2 separate regions of the Mustela erminea genome follow, and region 2 is linked to region 1. A link is a contact called in public Hi-C data. All regions are on one chromosome and are shown on one strand. The core of a region is the stretch at or near the end of the contact, and the rest is flanking DNA. Distances in the headings are between cores, read along the strand shown.

Region 1 (5,834 bases), core at 1,008-3,507:
AGACTTAATGAGAAAATTTCCCTTCATTTCAGAGTTCTCCAGCATCTAAGGATAACCTTTCTCTCCCTTCTGGTATATTCTACATTCCCCAAGATAATCCCCTTTAAAATTGTTTCTGTTCTCTCTTAGATTCTCCAAATTTAGACACATCATTCAACCTCTCTGAGCCTCAATTTCTTCATCTGTAAAAAATGGAACTAAAAAAGTACTTCTCCGGGCACATGGGTGGCTCAGTCAGTTAAGCATCTGACTCTTGATTTTGGCTCAGATCATGATCTCAGGGTTGAGGAATAGAGAGCCCTGTGTCACACTCAGGCAGGAGTCTGCTGAATATTCTCCTTCTCACTTTCCCTCTGTTCCACCCCTCCCCAGGGGTGTCTGAAACAAATAAGTAAATCCTTAAAAAATAATTAGGATAAGATAGTACTTCCGTCTTGGGCAAATGGCTCAGTATATGCCATAAAATTAAAACATGGTAACTACTATTTTAGTGTTTGTACCAGATCCCTAATCAATCTACAATCCAGGAAAAAATTTACAACAAAGATCCTTTCCAATGATATAAATTTATGTTTTGTTTTGTCTTCTCCAAAGTCTGTGTTTTCTACAATAAAAGAAACCCTCCATGCAGGGATAAAAGGAATGATCCTAAAGAAGCTTCAAATGTCGTAAAGAAAAATAATAGAACAAATTAGGTGGTCTTCTCTGTCTCCTGAAAAAGATCAATTCAGCAAAACATAATTTATGCATACACATCTTTATGCCTCCTTTTAAAGCGAGCCCTATTGGGACTACATAAACCACCATCAGCTGTTAATCTGGAATCTTCACCACACTGTCTTTGGGGATAACAGAAGGTCAGCCTAGAAAATCCCAGCGAGAAGAAGCACTCAGCCTTACTGGTCACTCCTGACCAAGGCCCAGTCATGACCCTACTTCTTCCTCCCATCTCGGCTCCTTCCCATCCTAAGCCTCAGGAGAAATAAAAAGCATCATTACCTTAGGAAAAAGTTGAGAGACTTCTGTGTGTTCTAAAAGCCCGCCTCCCCCACATATTTGTTGTGTGTAATCTCAGCTTTTGTAACTCCGCTGAAAGTATGTAATACCACTCACTTTACTCTTTGGTGGTGAAGAGTAAGAAAAGTTTCTACAAGAGACAAGAGTCATAAGTTAGTTCCCCTCCCTACCCTTCTGAAGAATTAGATCATTTTTACTACTTGTATCTCTGGATCACCACGCTAAGGATCCCTTGTTCCACCTGCCTCTCCCCTAGAAAGCCCCACCTCCATACCGGTAGGAAGACGCGAAAAGCACTTCCTGGCAATTCCACTACAAGAATCAAGTATTAGCTCACTAAACATAGGTGTCTATGGCGCCCAGAAGTAACTTCCTAACTCGCAGATCACTATACCAAGGGAAATTAAAAGAGAGTTCTATGGGTACCACTTATTTCCTAACTACTGTGTGGCAAAACACTAGGCGGGGTGCATTCTACTGGCAATCTCATTGACGTTTCACAACCACCTCACGAATATGGGCGCCTTATTCCCCAAATTACTGCCGAGTACCCAGGCGCCAAGAATTTAAGACATTTGCCCAAAGCCGCACAGGCAGAAAGCGGCGGAGCAAGGACTAGGGGAGTAAGAGATCTGAAACAAGCCCTTCCCGCGGGGGCTCCACAGTCAACCCTCTCCGCTGCCGTGTGACAAACGGGATCTCCTTTGCTAATCCTAGGTCTCTAACGCCAGGCTCCCGCGCCACCAGCCTCTAGCGCTCGAGCGTGGGTCACGCCCGCCCCCGCGGGGCTTCACGTCGATGGGTGCGGAATCGGGGAAAGGGACAGGCCCTAGCCTGTGCGGGTCCGCCGTCTCATTTCAGGCCCTCCCCGCCGCACACACCATCACCGGGACCTCAGCGAACGCGTCGGCCGCCCCAAGAGAAAGCGCCAGAGGCAAGGCTCGAGTGTAAGCGCGAGAGTGGAGTCTTTCCTCAGAGCTGCGGGGAGCGGCGGTCGGCAGAGGCCGGCTCGGGGTCCGCGGTCTCTGCTCGGCCTCGACACCCTCTTGCCTCCCTTTGCCGGGGCCGGGAAGGCACTCGAGTCGGGATACACCCGCGCGCCTCAGTTCCGGGACGGTCCCTCCGCCCCTCGCCACCGAGGTCGCTTCCTCCCCAACCCCTACCTGGTGGCCTCCGCGACCATGGTCAATCAACTTTATCCTCCCGCCTCGGAAGTGACGCGAGACTTCGCTCGCCCCGCCCGCGAGGCTCCCTCCAATCCCGGCCTTTAGACTGCGCGTGCGTGTCGGGCGTGCGTTCCTCGAGGTGCCGGAAGGAGGCGCTGCACCCCGACGTCTGAAAGGCGAACTCCTACCTAAGTGCCTTTCTTCCATCTTTAGGAGGGAAATTCAGAAGGAGGCCCGTTTGGGTTTCGTGCACTCTCTAGGTGGCTTGTTGGGGTGAGGGGGAGTGGTCGGTACACTGGAGAATGTTTGGACTTACTATAAATCGACAGGAATATATAAGATCAGTGGAAAAGAAGAGGCTAGAAACAACCCACAGGCATGTAGTCATGTTTTCCCCCACAAAGGAGCCACCATAAAGCAATAGGAAAGTTATTTTCAGTAAATAGAGCTAAATCAATTGAATGCCGATATGGGGTGGGGGTGGGTAATGAGCCTCGACTCCTACCTCATACAAAAAATCAATTCAAAAGTAGAACTAAATGTGAAACGTACAGCTCTAGAAAATAACACCACAGTATTGTGACCAGGACACGGAAAGTAGCAGCCCTAAAGACAAATGTTGATAAATTGGGCGTCCTTAAATTTAAGACATGGAAAGACAGAAGAGAGTACCAGGCAAGGAATAGAGCCGAATAGATATATGCAATACATACATCTGGAAATGATTTTTATTCAGGATATATAAGATCTCTTGCAAGTAAATTTTTTAAAAAGATCTGAAGTGGTTGAAGGGGAACCACGGCAAGAAGATATTGAAAGAGTAACTGAGGAGAATTCTCTTAGTTCAAAATTCAAGAGATGCCAAAAGGGAGTAAGTTGAAAAATCTCCCTTTCTGTTCTCCAGGTACCCAGTTCTCTTCCCGGTAGATAACAATGCTACTAGCTATGCTTGTCTTTCCAGAGCCATCTTATGCATAATCCAGCAATTCTGTGTACATTCAGCTTTCTCCCCATTGTCCCTTGTTTTACCAACAGGAAACTGTAACACTGCTCTGTACGTAGCTTTTATTCACTTTAGTCATTTAATAGTTCATGGAAATCCTCACAAGTACTCACAAAATCTAGAAACAGGAAATTGTATTTCTAACTAAATGTTAGTTATCTTTTCAAATAATATGTTTAACATGTTTTCCTTAGACATTTTCACAGGAGTTTGTATACCCTCCTTCCACTGTTCTGGAAACTACAGACTTTTTTTTTTTTTTTTTTTAAAGATTTCATTTATTTTGAGAGAGAGCAGCAGCGGGGCAGAGAGAATGGGACAAGCTGACTCCCCACTGAGCCAGAAGCCTGATGCGGGACTCAATCCCAGGACCCTGACATCATGACCCAAGCTGAAGACAGACATGTAACCAACTGAGCCACCCAGGCATCCTGAAACTCTAGACTCCTGCTTGCTAGTTCCCAAAGTGGCACTATCCCACTAGCAAACCCAATATGATCCTGAGTCCTTACTGCAAGACTGAGCCAGTTTCCTAGGGTTAATTTTCTAAGCCTATCATCACTTTAGCCAACATAAGCTTCAGTCCTACTTGGAGTCATTCTGTAAGCAAGAATAAATTCCAATGTTTTTATAAGCAATTTGAATTGGATCTTCTGTCAAATGCAAGTACAAGAACTCTAACTTCCCAGCCAAGATATTATACAAATAGACACCATGACTTTCAATGAAAAAGTGACAGGGGAATTCCTAAGAAGACAGAATAGGGGCGCCTGGGTGGCTCAGTGGGTTAAGCCTCTGCCTTGGACTCAGGTCCTGATCCCAGGGTCCTGGGATCAAGCAGAGAAAGAGGGGGAAGTAGGCTCCCTGGGAGAGCTCCCTGGGAGCCTACTTCCCCCTCTTTCTCTGCTTACTTGTGATCTCTTTCTCTGTCAAATAAATAGATAAAATCTTTAAAAAAAAATAGACATGCTATTCCTCTTGCTAAGTACAACTAAAAATCCTGGACAATATATATTTAAAAAGCATAAGAAGTACCTGAAAGGTAGAGGGAGGGCACACTGGCTAGGGACCTTGGAACTGAAGGAACAACATGGTGGTGGTTTTGGTTTTGGTTTTGGTTCTTTGCCTCATTATTCCAAACTGGATACTAGAGGGGCAGGCAACCTAGAAATGCCCACATGCACAAAACTCCCCCAAAAAGCTGGCTGCTCTCTCTAACTAGAAAGACAAGGAAAAGGGCAGCCTTGGAAGACAGAAAACTTAAACAATGGCTGGCTTTACTCCAGCCCAAACTCCCAAAACATACTCTAGCCCTATAACCCCCAACCCCCGCCAGCAAAAGCTAAGCAGAAAGCTTAGACTTCCCCTCAAGCCAAGCTATAGAGGGACCCAGCTACCATCTTCTTCCCTCTCCTGATATAATGTCAGAGAAGGCCAAGTAGAGAGCATGGACTTTCATTCCCATTGGACAGAAGGCTCTCACCCAATATGGTGTTAGTGGAAACTGTGTGGGGAACCTGGATTTCCACCCATACTTAATGGTAAAAAGGTGGTGTTAGAGGAACTAAATGAAGAGTCAGGACCTTTACCACCACTCAGCAGCAGTAGGGCCACCTTCCACCCCACATTCATGGAATAGCTCAACAATTCCATCAACCAACAGAAATTAACATTTGTGGGACCCCCAGCAACAACAGAAAACACATTATTTTTAAGCACTCACAGAACATATGTCAAAATAGACCATATTCTGGGCCATAAAGAACTAACCTCAACAAGTTTAAAAGAAGTGGAATTTATATAGAGTGTGTACGAATTACAATGGGATGAAGCTAAATATCAAGAGAATAGTGACAGGAAAACCTCCCAAAACTTGGAAGCTTAACACTTTTAAATAAACCATAGGTCAAAAAGGTAATCTCGAGAAATTTTTTATTTTTTTTTATTTTTATTTTTAAAGATTTTATTTACCCATTTGACAGAAAGAGATCACAAGTAGGCAGAGAGAGGCAGGAGGAGAGAGAGGGAAGCAGGCTCCCCGCTGAGTAGAGAGCCTGATGTGGGGCTCGATCCCAGGACCCCGGCATCACGACCGGAGCCAAAGGCAGAGGGCCAACCCGCTGAGCCACTCAGGGACCCCTCGAGAAATTTTTTTAAAATACATTGAACCTGGGATGCCTGGGTGACTCAGTTAAGTGTCTGCCTTCAACTCAGCTCAGGTCATGATCCTGAGGTCCTGGGATCAAGTTCAGCATGGGGCTCCTTACTCAGCGGGGAGCCTGCTTCTCCCTCTGCCTGTTCTGCCTGCTGTTCGCCCTGCTTGTACGGTCTCCCTCTCTCTCTCTCTCTCTCTCTGACAAATAAATAAAATCTTTGAAAAAAAATACGTTTAACCAAATGAAAATGAGAATACAATATATCAAAACCTGCGGGACACAGCTAAGGTGGTTCTGAGAGGGAAATTTGGTTACATAGAAAAGAGAACAGTCTCAAACAAGCTAAAAATAAATTAGGGAAAAAAGACCAAAACAAACTGAAGAAAATAATAAGGGCAGCAGAAATCAATGGAATAAAACAAAATTAATGAAACAAAAAGCTGGGTCTTTCAAAAGATAAAATTGATAAACCTCTAGGAAGACTGACAAAAA
Region 2 (5,834 bases), core at 2,490-4,989, 430 kb after region 1:
GTTGAAGGCCTCCCAAACCAGCTCCCCGGAGCAGCTGCCCACTTACACTGCATCACTCTCTCCCCTCCTCCGCTTTATTTCAGTTCTCCTAGAAACTGTATTGTTCGTGTTTCCCTGCATGAACCTTCCCTAAGAGGGGGGTGGGGGTCTAGTTCCTGACACACACTGGGGGTGTGTACTGAAGATGAGTGGGTTTAGGAGCTGCCCACAGAGAGAGGACAGTTGCTGCCACAGAAAGCAGAGAGGTCCTCAAAGATACCTATGGGCAGAACAGCTTCAAGAGCACAAGCATGGGAACACCGGATTCTGAGCACCTAGTGTCATGAGACCCAAACAAGCCAAATTCACTTTTTTTTTTTTTTTTAAGATTTTATCAAACAGCCAAATTTAAACAGAGGTTCCACCAGGCTCACTCTGGTGAGATCAAGGAAAATGACGGTTTAAGCATGTGCTGTGGAAGAGGAGCGAGGCAACCAACAATGGAGCAAGAATCCCAGAGGAAGAAGCTTTGAGACCCAAAGGCAGAGGCATTAACCCTGGAGAGGGGCCACGTCTTCCCTTCAGAGGCATAAAAGGGAAATAAGGTTCCCTCCAGCAAAACACCTGCGCGAACGTGGCACGAGACGAAGGGCGCACCCCGTTTACCGCAGAGCACCCACACGAGCCTCTATGCTCAGCAAAATTATGTGTGTACCATCCCGCCTAGACAAGAGCACACAAGGCCATGTCCAAATGAGTCGTGCACGGCAGCAGCGGCCACACTGCAGCTCTAAGGCCTGACATTTTCTAGGTAAGAGGGAAAAAAAAGAGCAGATTCTAAGAGCAACGGACTTAGCAGCTTATTTGAAGAGCCACCATCAAGCAGCTTACTGCCAACTTAAAATCAGACCCGGTTTGGGGGTTCCCGAGGCTCTGAATGGCTTAGCAGTCTTCCTGCCTTCTGCTCAGTGACAGCAAACTGGCATTGCAGCCGAACTCTGAGCTGAACTTCTGCACCCCTATGGCGTTATTTCATAAAGGATGTCTTTAAACATAAATATATTTACTTCTTTTAAAAATACAAAATATTTACAAACATTAGGTCCTCATCCTTCCTACTTCAGGTTACAAGGGACTGCCCTGGCAGCACCAACACCATGCCAAGTTAACCCTTCAGACCTTAGGCCTACGAGTCTCCCTCCTCCTGGAATGGGATGGACAGACCAGAGGTGAGGTCGCTAAGCTACCTCTCAGCATCCATGGTTAACACAGCAGACTTTCATTAATAGTTTTTTTGTTCTGTTTTGTTTTTTTAAAGAAAAGCAGTTCCAATCACGAGTACCACAGCCTCAGACAGCTAGTGGAAGACAGGGAGGTATCACTTAACTCCAAAACCACACAGAAAAAAGTCTGTCTCCAGCCTTTATGTGCCAGATGATGTCAAACATCTTTCTTATCCCGATAACTACCCTTAAGCTGAGAAACAGAGGCCAATCCGCACCTCTATCAGGTTAACCCCACAACATGTGCAACAGAATTCTGAGTAGCAGGTGGTCAGTTCCTCTCCCCAGCCCACTTCCAATTTGTACCAGATGTTTATGGAAGAAAATAAACTGGCTTGAGTATGCCTAACAGTTCTTCCCTTCTTTCTTTTTTTTTTTTTTTAAAGATTTTATTTATTTATTTGACAGAGAGGGATCATAAGCAGGCAGAGAGGCAGGCAGAGAGAGGGGAAGGGAAGCAGGCCACCTGCTGAGCAGAGAGCCCGATGTGGGACTCGATCCTAGGATCCTGAGATCCTGACCTGAGCCGAAGGCAGCGGCTTAATCCACTTAGCCACCCAGGCGCCCTCTTCCCTTCCTTCTAACGAGCTTTCCAGAATCCAAAGCAGCAGCAGTAATCTGCCCCCACCCCTTCAACTTTATACTCAAAGCAAGACCCAAATACGTCAAAGGGGTGGGGCCCTTTCCATGGTGCTGGCCTGGCCCTGCATCTATTTCATTCTCACTTCCTGTGTGGTCTTCTCATAGGACCATGGAGGTTCAAAGAGTACTTTGCCAATAAACACAGCATCACAACGGCTCTTAGCCAGCAACGAGCCCCAGAATTCCCTGCTGCTTCATTACCTAGTCTTCTTCAGGAGAGTCTCATTAGGTCAGCAGCTGGATCCCAGCAAGTCCAAGGTAAAACGTTCCACAGGGGATGACTTCCAACTCAAACCCATTCACACCGCGGTGGCTCCAATATTTCTACCAGCTTCACCTGGATTTCTGTTCACGAAGTTCCCTGATGACACGTGAAGGGCAAACACAGTCACGTACCACTATTTCTCAATCTCTTCATAACAACGTTGACAATCCAATGCCGGGAGCACTTTCCCTGCTGTGCCAGGGAGTCCCTACTGCCACTCTGGCTCGTCACCATGGGTGGTGCCAGCTGTCCAGGGGCTGGAGAAGCAGCACCTCTTTTCAGCAAACTCCTTCCTCCTACTTCTCTGCCTCCAGTGGCTGCTGCTGATCACCTGGAACCTCAACCCACAATGCGCCAGTCTTTGGGTAAATACTTTCCTCCAGGTGATAAGGTTGTGTCCAAAGAGATCCGCAAACTGGAGAAATGTGGTCTCCTATTCGCGATGGAGAGCACTGATCTGGGCCTATCACTTCATCAGAGTGCCAGCCTCAGAACACCAGCCTGGGAGAAAAGAAGTCCTGACACACACCCTCTTCCCTAAACCAGAGGCAAGGCAAAACCTGGGTTGGGGGGAAGGCGGAGGGTTCAGTCTCCTGGTAACATTAAAGGGGAAGGAATCGGGGCACCTGGGTGGCTCAGTGGGTTAAAGCCTCTGCCTTTGGCTCAGGTCATGACCCCAGAGTCCTGGGATCGAGCCCCACATCGGGCTCTCTGCTTAGCGGGGAGCCTGCTTCCTCCTCTCTCTCTGCCTGCCTCTCTGCCTACTTGTGATCTGTCAAATAAACAAAAATCTTCAAAAAAAAAAAAAAATGGTGGGGAGGGGAACGAATCAACGACGCTGACGGGGTCTGAACCCAGGTCACGTTCCTCATCCCTTTACCGTCCGTGGATCTGCCCCCCACCCTACATCTCAGGTTCTTAGCCACCCCCTTCGACTCTGGTCCCAAAGCACCCTGGTCGCCAACACCGCACACCAGCTCGAAGAGCGGTGGTGCCCCAAAGCTACCCCGAAGGCTGTCAGGCTTAATCCAAGGCCCTTAGGCCCGAACCATTCCCCTTCATCGGCCCCGGCGACTCCCGCCCGCCGCCACGACCCGTCCCTTCCAAAACCCTCCTCCCGGAAGCCAGGCTCTCCTCACCCTCCACGAAGCCGCTTCACAGCCCGGGTTCGAACGACCTGGACAAGCCAGGTGGCCGCTCCGGGGACTCGCTCCCACACGGGCACTACCCAACCCCCCGGACGCGGCAGAGCCGAATTCCCACCTGCGGGGAGAGCTCAGAGCCCGGCTCCAGCGCTCCGGCCGCGGCGCACCTGACAGCGTCTTCCTCACAGGACTCGCCAAGCGTGTCCTCCTCGAGCCTGTCGTTCCCCGGGCGCCCAGCCCCGCCGGGACGCCAGCCTGGCCCCGCGAGCCTCCCACACCTCCCGTCCGCCCGGGAAGTCTCAGCTTAGGTCCCGACCGCCTCACTCACCCGGGACCGCCTCGGCGCGGAGCCCGAGGCGCGTGACTCGGCCGGGACGTACCATCCGCCCACCCCACGGGGGGGCCCACGGGCTGGCCAGGCGCGGATCTGCACCGCAAAGCGAGGGGAGGCCTTGTCCAGCCCGCACACCTAAGAAGACCACGAGAGCCGGACAACTCCGAACTCTGGCGGGGAACCTGAAGCGGCTGCCCGACACCGGCCTCTTCCGCCGCCCGATTTCCGCGCCTCCACCCACCGAGAAGTACGGAATGGTTCCAGCCGCACCGGCCGGGCTAGTGGAGGAAACCATTTCAAGGCGCGGGGGGGGGGGAATACTTAAAATTAAAAAAACATTTCAAAAAGAGATTTGAGGGAAAATGTAGTCAGCCTAGTACACGAGGTCCACATCGATTAGGAAAAGAAACATAATGTCTCGACTTTATAGAGAGCGGGGCAACAGCTTGTGGTTTCACCTTTGGCTTTCATTAAATTGCCTATGAAACCCGTCTTCTGTGGGACGTGCGGGCAGGTGGCCGGGAGGGGCCGTCACGTGACGTGAGGCTACCGGGCAACGCGGTTGGGAAGCTAGGTGGGTAACTCGGGTTGTGGGGGGCCGGCTGACTGCGCATGTGCGTGGCACACGCCTACCCGAACAATAATCCGTCCGAGGTTTTTAAAACTATGAGTCAGTTATTAAGTAATACATATTTTTTAACACCTGGGCGCCTGTTAGTCAGCCTGTCCACTTAAAGATTAATTTTGAAGCCCTCAGTGCATGCATGATGTGATGTGGGCCCTCTGAGGGAAGAGCTAGAGGGACTTGAATCGCACTCCGGACGGCAGGAAATTCCTTTGAGTTGCGAGACGGTGCTGCCACCTTGTGTCGGGTCGGATCAAAGACCGCCGACCTCCGCTCTGGGCGCCTGTCCGCGGAGTCCTGGTGCTTGTGGCTCCCGCAGGCGGTGTCCAGAGGTGGTTGTCGTCGAGTGTTGGGGAAATAAGCCCCCACCTTTAGGAAGTAGAAGTAGCCGGTTGTTATGTTTTGTTTTGTTTTGTTTTTTAATCACCGCGGTCACTTCTTTCTTTGAATTTCCGCGTTACACTGAAGAGAGGAAACAATGAAATTGCAATTTGCTTTCTGTCTTCCTTTAGTGGTGTGATAAAAGATTAAGGAGTGTGGGAGTTAGGCGGCTAGTCGTTGTCTTTATATGTTTAGTCTTACCAATCCAATTTCTCGTGATATTGGACAGCACAGACTTAATATTGGCTTGTAAGTCGCAAGATAATTTTTGAACCAAACAAAGAAAACCCGCAAGGATATACTGATTTGGAATTCTGTTTTTTATTTTTGCCGTCAACAGTTCAGATACTTGAATTTTATTGGGTTTGCAAAAATTCTTGGAAAGCCTTAGCGGAAAGGTGCAAAAACTGTTTGCAGCCTTCTGGTGTGGCTGGGCCTTTACAATTTCTAAGAGAAAACATCATTTCAACATTTGTCAGAGTGGACAGGATTCACCTTGAAAATGGCCACAGCAGCAATGCTAAATACAAATCTGCTTTGGTGTTTTAATTTAATACTAGTTGCTTGTTAAATATTAAATACCAAGTGCTTCCTTTCCATCTAATAATAAACTTTACCACGTCATTATGGATTCACACTTGTTAAATGCCTTTTACAATTAGCAGAAGTTCTCTGCTCTCAACTTTTGATTTTAGGAAAGGGTAGGATTTTTCTTTGTTTACCACCGTTATTTCAACTGCCTATAAAAGCTACCACTGATTTTTCCTTTTCACAATAATTGATTTACACAGACATTAACCCATTCATTTATTTTCTCCAGGCCTTTTGCAATTGCTCAGACTTGTGTACAAATAATGTTTTCTTCTACAAATTGGTTACCATTTCAAGTCGCACCCCAGAAACTTAGAATGCAGAAAGCCCAAACTGCATCTTTGAAAAGCAAGCAGGGGGTAGAGAATTAGAATACAACGGACCCTTCACATAACTTGAGGAGGGAACTTGAATGAACACCAACATTTCAGCTCCTAAAAACCCAGGACTTAGGTTTCCCCCTCTCCCAAACTGTTTCTTAGAAAAGTATTTGTCCCTGATTAGATTACAAGGCACTTCTCTGTTATTAAGGCACCTTTTACAGTACTATTCTATCACCTACTTTTGTTTGGGGTTTTAATTTGCTAAA

Evidence for each region. Hi-C and Micro-C count contacts between places; a contact is called where the count stands out from the background.
Region 2: a Hi-C map of spleen shows a contact between it and region 1, with 5 times the contacts expected there. The contact joins the promoter of FLCN here to the promoter of DHRS7B in region 1. A contact is called at or near these places in 2 of 3 Hi-C or Micro-C datasets (skeletal muscle and spleen).

The regions. Positions count from the first base shown.
Region 1 is chr18:11,969,852-11,975,685 of mMusErm1.Pri, forward strand. It overlaps DHRS7B (dehydrogenase/reductase SDR family member 7B), which reads right to left and starts at 2,258. Exons shown (of 7, transcript XM_032320659.1): 1 at 2,181-2,258. The coding sequence starts at 2,200.
Region 2 is chr18:12,396,454-12,402,287 of mMusErm1.Pri, forward strand. It overlaps FLCN (folliculin), which reads right to left and starts at 3,740. Exons shown (of 12, transcript XM_032321101.1): 1 at 3,643-3,740.